2 separate regions of the Rattus norvegicus genome follow, and region 1 is linked to region 2. The links are chromatin contacts, called in public Hi-C maps. All regions are on one chromosome and are shown on one strand. The core of a region is the stretch at or near the end of the contact, and the rest is flanking DNA. Distances in the headings are between cores, read along the strand shown.

The links. A called contact is a pair of places that touch in the nucleus more often than the background predicts.
Region 1: a Hi-C map of Schwann cells shows a contact between it and region 2, with 2.9 times the contacts expected there. The contact joins the enhancer-like site here to the promoter of Nsmce4a in region 2. A contact is called at or near these places in 7 of 12 Hi-C or Micro-C datasets (the A7r5 cell line, the Rat2 cell line, Schwann cells and 4 more) and 1 of 1 datasets of contacts at active chromatin or transcription factors (oligodendrocytes).

Annotation. Positions count from the first base shown.
Region 1 is chr1:194,665,285-194,667,984 of GRCr8, forward strand. It overlaps LOC103691241 (a long non-coding RNA gene), which reads right to left. Exons shown (of 4, transcript XR_005499490.2): 4 at 6-150. It also overlaps a transcript of Tacc2 not described here. Among named protein-coding and RNA genes, the nearest start is that of Tacc2, 19 kb to the right of the region's middle. Within about 2 kb of position 1,272, at least 16 of the 93 cell types and tissues checked have an H3K27ac peak or open chromatin away from gene starts, as enhancers often do. A contact at or near this core is called in Schwann cells, where this site is marked.
Region 2 is chr1:194,538,127-194,540,866 of GRCr8, forward strand. Nsmce4a (NSE4 homolog A, SMC5-SMC6 complex component) reads right to left here and starts at 1,330. Exons shown (of 4, transcript NM_001106301.1): 1 at 940-1,330. The coding sequence starts at 1,222. It overlaps LOC134483930 (a long non-coding RNA gene), which reads left to right. Exons shown (of 2, transcript XR_010061141.1): 2 at 480-1,591.

The DNA of each region.
Region 1 (2,700 bases), core at 22-2,521, 130 kb after region 2:
GGGGCTTTCAGTTCATACCGAGTTTGCTGCTGACACACTCTCTCAGCCCATGGACTTTACGGGCTCTCTTTTCATGGGGGATGATGATGCTTCGTGTTCATAGCCTGTCTGGATGCTGGATCACTGGGGAGCATAGCGCAGACGTGGGTGCTGTCAGTGAGGAAGCACAGCTCGTGGTTAGCAGGTAAAGGCACTTGCTATGAAGCCTGGCAGTCGGAGCTAGTTGTCCATTGATATCCACATGTGTGTGCTATGGCAAATGCATGTGTGTACACACAAGCACATGTATGCATGCACACATGCACATACATTTACACACCAGAACAAACAGACAAAAACCACCACAGCTCCCACATCAAAGCGAATAAGAATAAAATAAAAGTTTTTTTTTTAGGTTAACCCAAATTCTGTGTTTCAATGTAGATGTAGCCTCATGATGTTTCTATAGTAACAGACCAGAGAAAGTCATGAATCAAGACAATTTTCAAGTACATTGGTGGGAACATTAGGTAGGCAGGTACAGCAAAGTGGGGACATTTGTTACAGCCTCGGATGCTATGTTAGCTTCTGGGTTGGTGGAAGGAAGCTAGAGGCCTGCCTGTATATTCCAAAAGATTTACCTCAGTCTCTAGGATGTTGGATCACCACGTAGGTGGGTAGTAAATGTCTATTTATAAGCTAAGATAGCTCAAGAGAATTCAGTTCCAGACCTGAAATATTCTAACTCGTTAATTATCAAGTTCTGATCAGTCTTGTAGGTTCCTGGTTTTCACGGTCCATGTTCCTAGAGAAAGCTGGGGACAAGGGCAGCCACAGTAAGGCATGGAGGTGCTTCTATGACTCTGTTAGGAAGTGGGCTAGACACGAGAGGGTGAAGGATTGCTATTTTACCAAGGGAGGAGCTGCCTGCCCGGGAGTTAGGCCTGCTATGGGAACAAAAGAGGCTGGGCAGAGCCATGAAGGGAGGGAAGGGCAAAGCTGGGGTTGATTCTGTGGAGCCTGCTAAATCGCCACAGGGCCTTAAGTAGGCGTGAGACTCCCTTTCCAGGGCTTAGGGTTTGGACAACTAGTGCAGTGGCTGCTGTCTTCCAGGGCCAGGCTTGATGTGGAGGCAGAGCCTGAAAGGCCGGCTCTAAGCGTAGCATGGTGACTCGGGAACCAGTGTTCTATGGCTGTTTTCCCCTAAAGAAGGAGTCCTGCACCACACACACCACAAAACCTCAAACTCCAGCTGCCCCTGCAGCCTGGGTCTCAGGCCTTGCTTCTGAGTCATCAAACTCCAAACTGGCTGTTGAGAGGCTGTCAGCCGACCAGCTCCCGGCTGACAGCAGTGTGGCTGGTTGCAGGGGCTGGGAGTCACTTGCTTTGAAAACCAGTTCCCAAGCTGTAGATGCCTTGCTTTTTGCCAAAGCTGATAGTTAAGAACCTCTTAGGCTTCATGCTTGTGCCTTTTGGCTTTGGACCTGTGTTTCCAGGTGCATCCTGGGAGGCCCCTGCACACTGGCAGGTCCCCTGGCTGACCAGGAGGGGGCAGACGTCTACCACATGAAGGGTGCTTGTCTGCATAACCCTGGGTCCTAGTCAGAGCTGTCACCTAGACCCCTCCCCCACCCCATACGGGTCCCTGAGTGACCCAATGGCTCTTGCCATTTGAAATTTGGGGGCGAGTTGTGGAGAGTTTACAGAATTTTGTTTTAATTTTCAACTCAGAATTTCATTGCATGCCCCAAACTGCTAGAATACTTTTCCATAAAAATCTTCAAGCAAACCTCAGATAAGAAAATACCCAGGGTTTGCAACACTTGAGCAGTTAATGAATCCCCACACTTTATTTTATTTTATTTTTGCAGTCGAATGAGGGAGGAAATGGAACTAGAGGCTGTGACCTCCACCATGTCTAAGTCGGTGGGAGCCCAAGGAGAGCAGTGTGCTATGTCTTTAAATAGTCCACTCCACAAATGTGGGTGGTTTGGGTGGGGTGAGAAAGGACGGATGAATGTGCCATTAAGGAGCCGAATTCCATTTGGAATAATTCTCCTATTGTGCCCCCAGCACCTCCCCATCTGCTGCCCATGCAAGTCTTGCTCCTGTGGCCTCAGAACATGCAGCCTTGGCTTCCGCCGCAGCTGGTCCTGGAGTAGAAACCCCCACTGCCTCCTGCCAACACCTGGCCAAGAACATAAACAGGTAATCTGCAAGCATTTCTCCTGTAGCAGCTGCCCAGGAGAGAGCAAGTCTGGGTGGTCTCTCTCTCTCTGTCTCTGTCTCTCTGTCTCTCTCTCTCTCTCTGTGTGTGTCTCTGTCTCTCTCTCTGTCTCTCTCTCTGTGTCCTAGGGTGAGCTGGGTTTAGGATGGCGCCAGCAAGGCACTGACACCATGTCTGTAATCACTTGGCTTGTAGCTTGGCTTCCTGAAGCAATGAGTTCTTCCGTAGCAGGGGCACAGTATGTAAGGCAAGGACTCCCGAGAGGCAGAACTGATAGACTGTGAGTGTGAATGTTCCTTCTGTAGGTTTCCACTTACAGGAGACTGCGGGGAAGGCAAAACTACAAGGAATGGAAAGTATTACGGTGGCCAGGGTGGGAGCTAGAAGATCTTAACTGTAACATCACAGCCTGTCCTGCATCTCGACTGTAGTCGTGGTTGTGAGACTCTGTCAAGCTGATCCAAGGGTGACCTGCTCTCTGATGCAGCCAATCC
Region 2 (2,740 bases), core at 80-2,579:
CAAACTTAGGGGACCGTGCACATCCTTCGCTAATAAGTAGCCGCTTACAGTCCCGCTCCTACTTCCTGGGTAATGATTAGAATGTCTTAATCTCTTTAACAGAAAGAGGCTTTATCTTTTACAGAAAGAGGCTTTAATGCTACTGTTTCAAGCGGCTTTTGTGTGTGCAAAAGGCCTGGGGACAACCCTAGATGTAGTTCCCTCAGCGTACCATTATCTTTGCCTTTTGAGACAGGGTCTCACTAACCTGGAACTAGCCAAGAAGGCTGGGTGGGCTGGCCAGAGGGACCCATGGACTCTGCTTCCCCACAGCTGAGGATGCACGTTTGCACCACTATTCTTAGGGGACACTTTAGGGGGCTCCTGGGGATCTAACTAAGGTTATTATGGTTTGCCGAGACTCAGTCATCTCCCCAGACCCCAAAACTTGATCTCTTGACAGTTAACACTGGCTTCCCGTATGTAATCTTACTCCAAAGGGATGACTCTTCTGCGCCCCAATACAAGGGCTCGATTAAGAAGTGATTGTCAACTTCTCAAGGCCCACCTGAAGAGCCACACAACAAACGCTTGGGCCTACTCAGCATCTCTGATTCAGTGCATCTGAGCTGGGCGGGGAAATGTGCATCTTAGCAATTCCAACCTCAGGGGCCCACAAGGAGCAAGCTAGGTTGAACAAAAAGCACCTGGTGTTATTTGCTTGCCTTCCCTACTGGCTGGCTGAGCTCAAGCAAGTCATCATCAGGTCTGATCTCCCGCTTTTCCAGCCAGCAACAGAGCTTGGCGGCGCCCAACGCCAAGGTCGCCTAGGGTGCACTTAATAAACAAGCGAAGGCGCGCCGCCGCGAGCCCGCGCAGACCGGCCAGCGCCCGCACCTTCGCGGCCCTCCCCAGCCACGGAACGCCGCTGGCCCGCGCAGCCCCAAAGCGCCACCTTACGTTGGACGGAGTTGATGAGAGCGCGGTACTGATGGCGGATCTGGCGGCACAGGCCCTGGTCGTACTCGGCCTCCAAGCAGGCCGGGTCCATCAGCTCGTCGCCTGAATCAGACGGCTCGGTGTCCTCCAAGCTCGGGCGCTCCGCTGCCTCCCTGCGCTCCGGCGCAGCGCCGCGGCGGGCCAGCGGGGACCGCGAGCGGGAACGGGAACGGGTGCGATCCCGGTGCGGGTCGCGGCCCCGGCCCCGGCCCTCAGACCGGCGGCCGCTGCTGTCCCCAGACATCGCGCCAATTCGCCTTGCAACTTCGGAGCGGCGGAAGTTCGCGCCAGAAACTGAAACCCCCGGCTGGGCTCGAGCGCCGGCTCCAGGCGCAACGCAGCTCCCCGGCTGGCGCGCGAGAGCACAGCGACGCCTGTGGCCTGGAGGTCGGCGGCGGGGTTGGCTGTGTATGAGCCTGGCACTGGCTTACTCCACACTGCAAGCAAGAGACGTTGGACTTTGGATCTCTGGTCCTAATGCCCACCCCCACTTAGCCATACATCTTCCCATTGTCTCGTTGGATCCTCTGGCCTTGGGGAGGACACGGCAAACAAAACAGAGTTCCTTGGCTGTATCATAATAAACAGTTAAGCATCCTAGATATCTGCACCACTGCGGCATGTTCACAGCTGATTCACTAACTACAAATACCCTATAACAGATCTGAGAAAGATAATTATATGCAATATGGTTTCAAAGATACATGTATACTTTTCATTCCATGTGCTTGTGTGTGTGCGTGCTCTGTGCAAAGATACACATGCACAAGTGTGCATCTGCGGGTGCAGACCGGAAGTTGGCTTCAGGGGGATCTTCCTCTCTCAGTTCCACGAATTTTTAAAGATTTGTTGTTCGTGTATACGTGTTTTATTTGCGTGCACATTTTATACCAAATACATTCAGTGCCCTCAAATGTCAGAATAGGACGTGCAAACCCCCTCTGGAACCAGCATTAAAGAAGGGTCTGTGAGCTTCCCAGTGGATGATGGCAATGGAACCGTACTCCTGTGAGAGCAACGAGTGCTCTTAACCTCTGAACCATCTCTCCAGCCCACTCTCCACATTTTTTACCATACGTTGTCTCTAGCTGAACCTGAAATTCATCGTTTTGACAGGACTTAGATAGCCAGCAAGACCCAGGGATTTTCCTGTCTTCACCTCCACCGCAGTGGGATTATAGCTCCACACTGCCAAGGCACCAGTTTTTATGCACCTTAGGGATCCTGAGGTAATCTACCCTCCCACTTCCCCACCCCCTTCCTCCATCCCTCCCTCTCACATAGGATTTCATGTAACCCAGGCTGGCCTCAAACTGACCGTGTAGCTGAAGAAAATGTTGAGTTCCTGATCCTCCTGAATCTGACCACCTCCCAAGGACTGAGTGGATTTTGAAACCAAGATCTAAAGCCTAGTAAGCTCATTGCTATTGAAATACTATTGCTTGAGCTGGAGAGACAGCTCAGTGGTTAAGAGCACTGACTGCTCTTCCAGAGGTCCTGAGTTCAAATCCCAGCAACCACATTGGTGGCTCACAACCATCTGTAAGTGAGATCTGATTCCCTCTTCCGGTGTGTCTGAAGACAGTTACACTGCACTCATATATAATAAATAAATCTAAAAAAAAAATCATTGCCTCTTGAGCCTCTGAAGAAACAAGGTAGGAAGGTGTGCATGAACACACACACACACACACACACACACACACACATATATAATATTGCTGGGTAGATTTAAAACACAAATTTGCATTGAAATCACTGA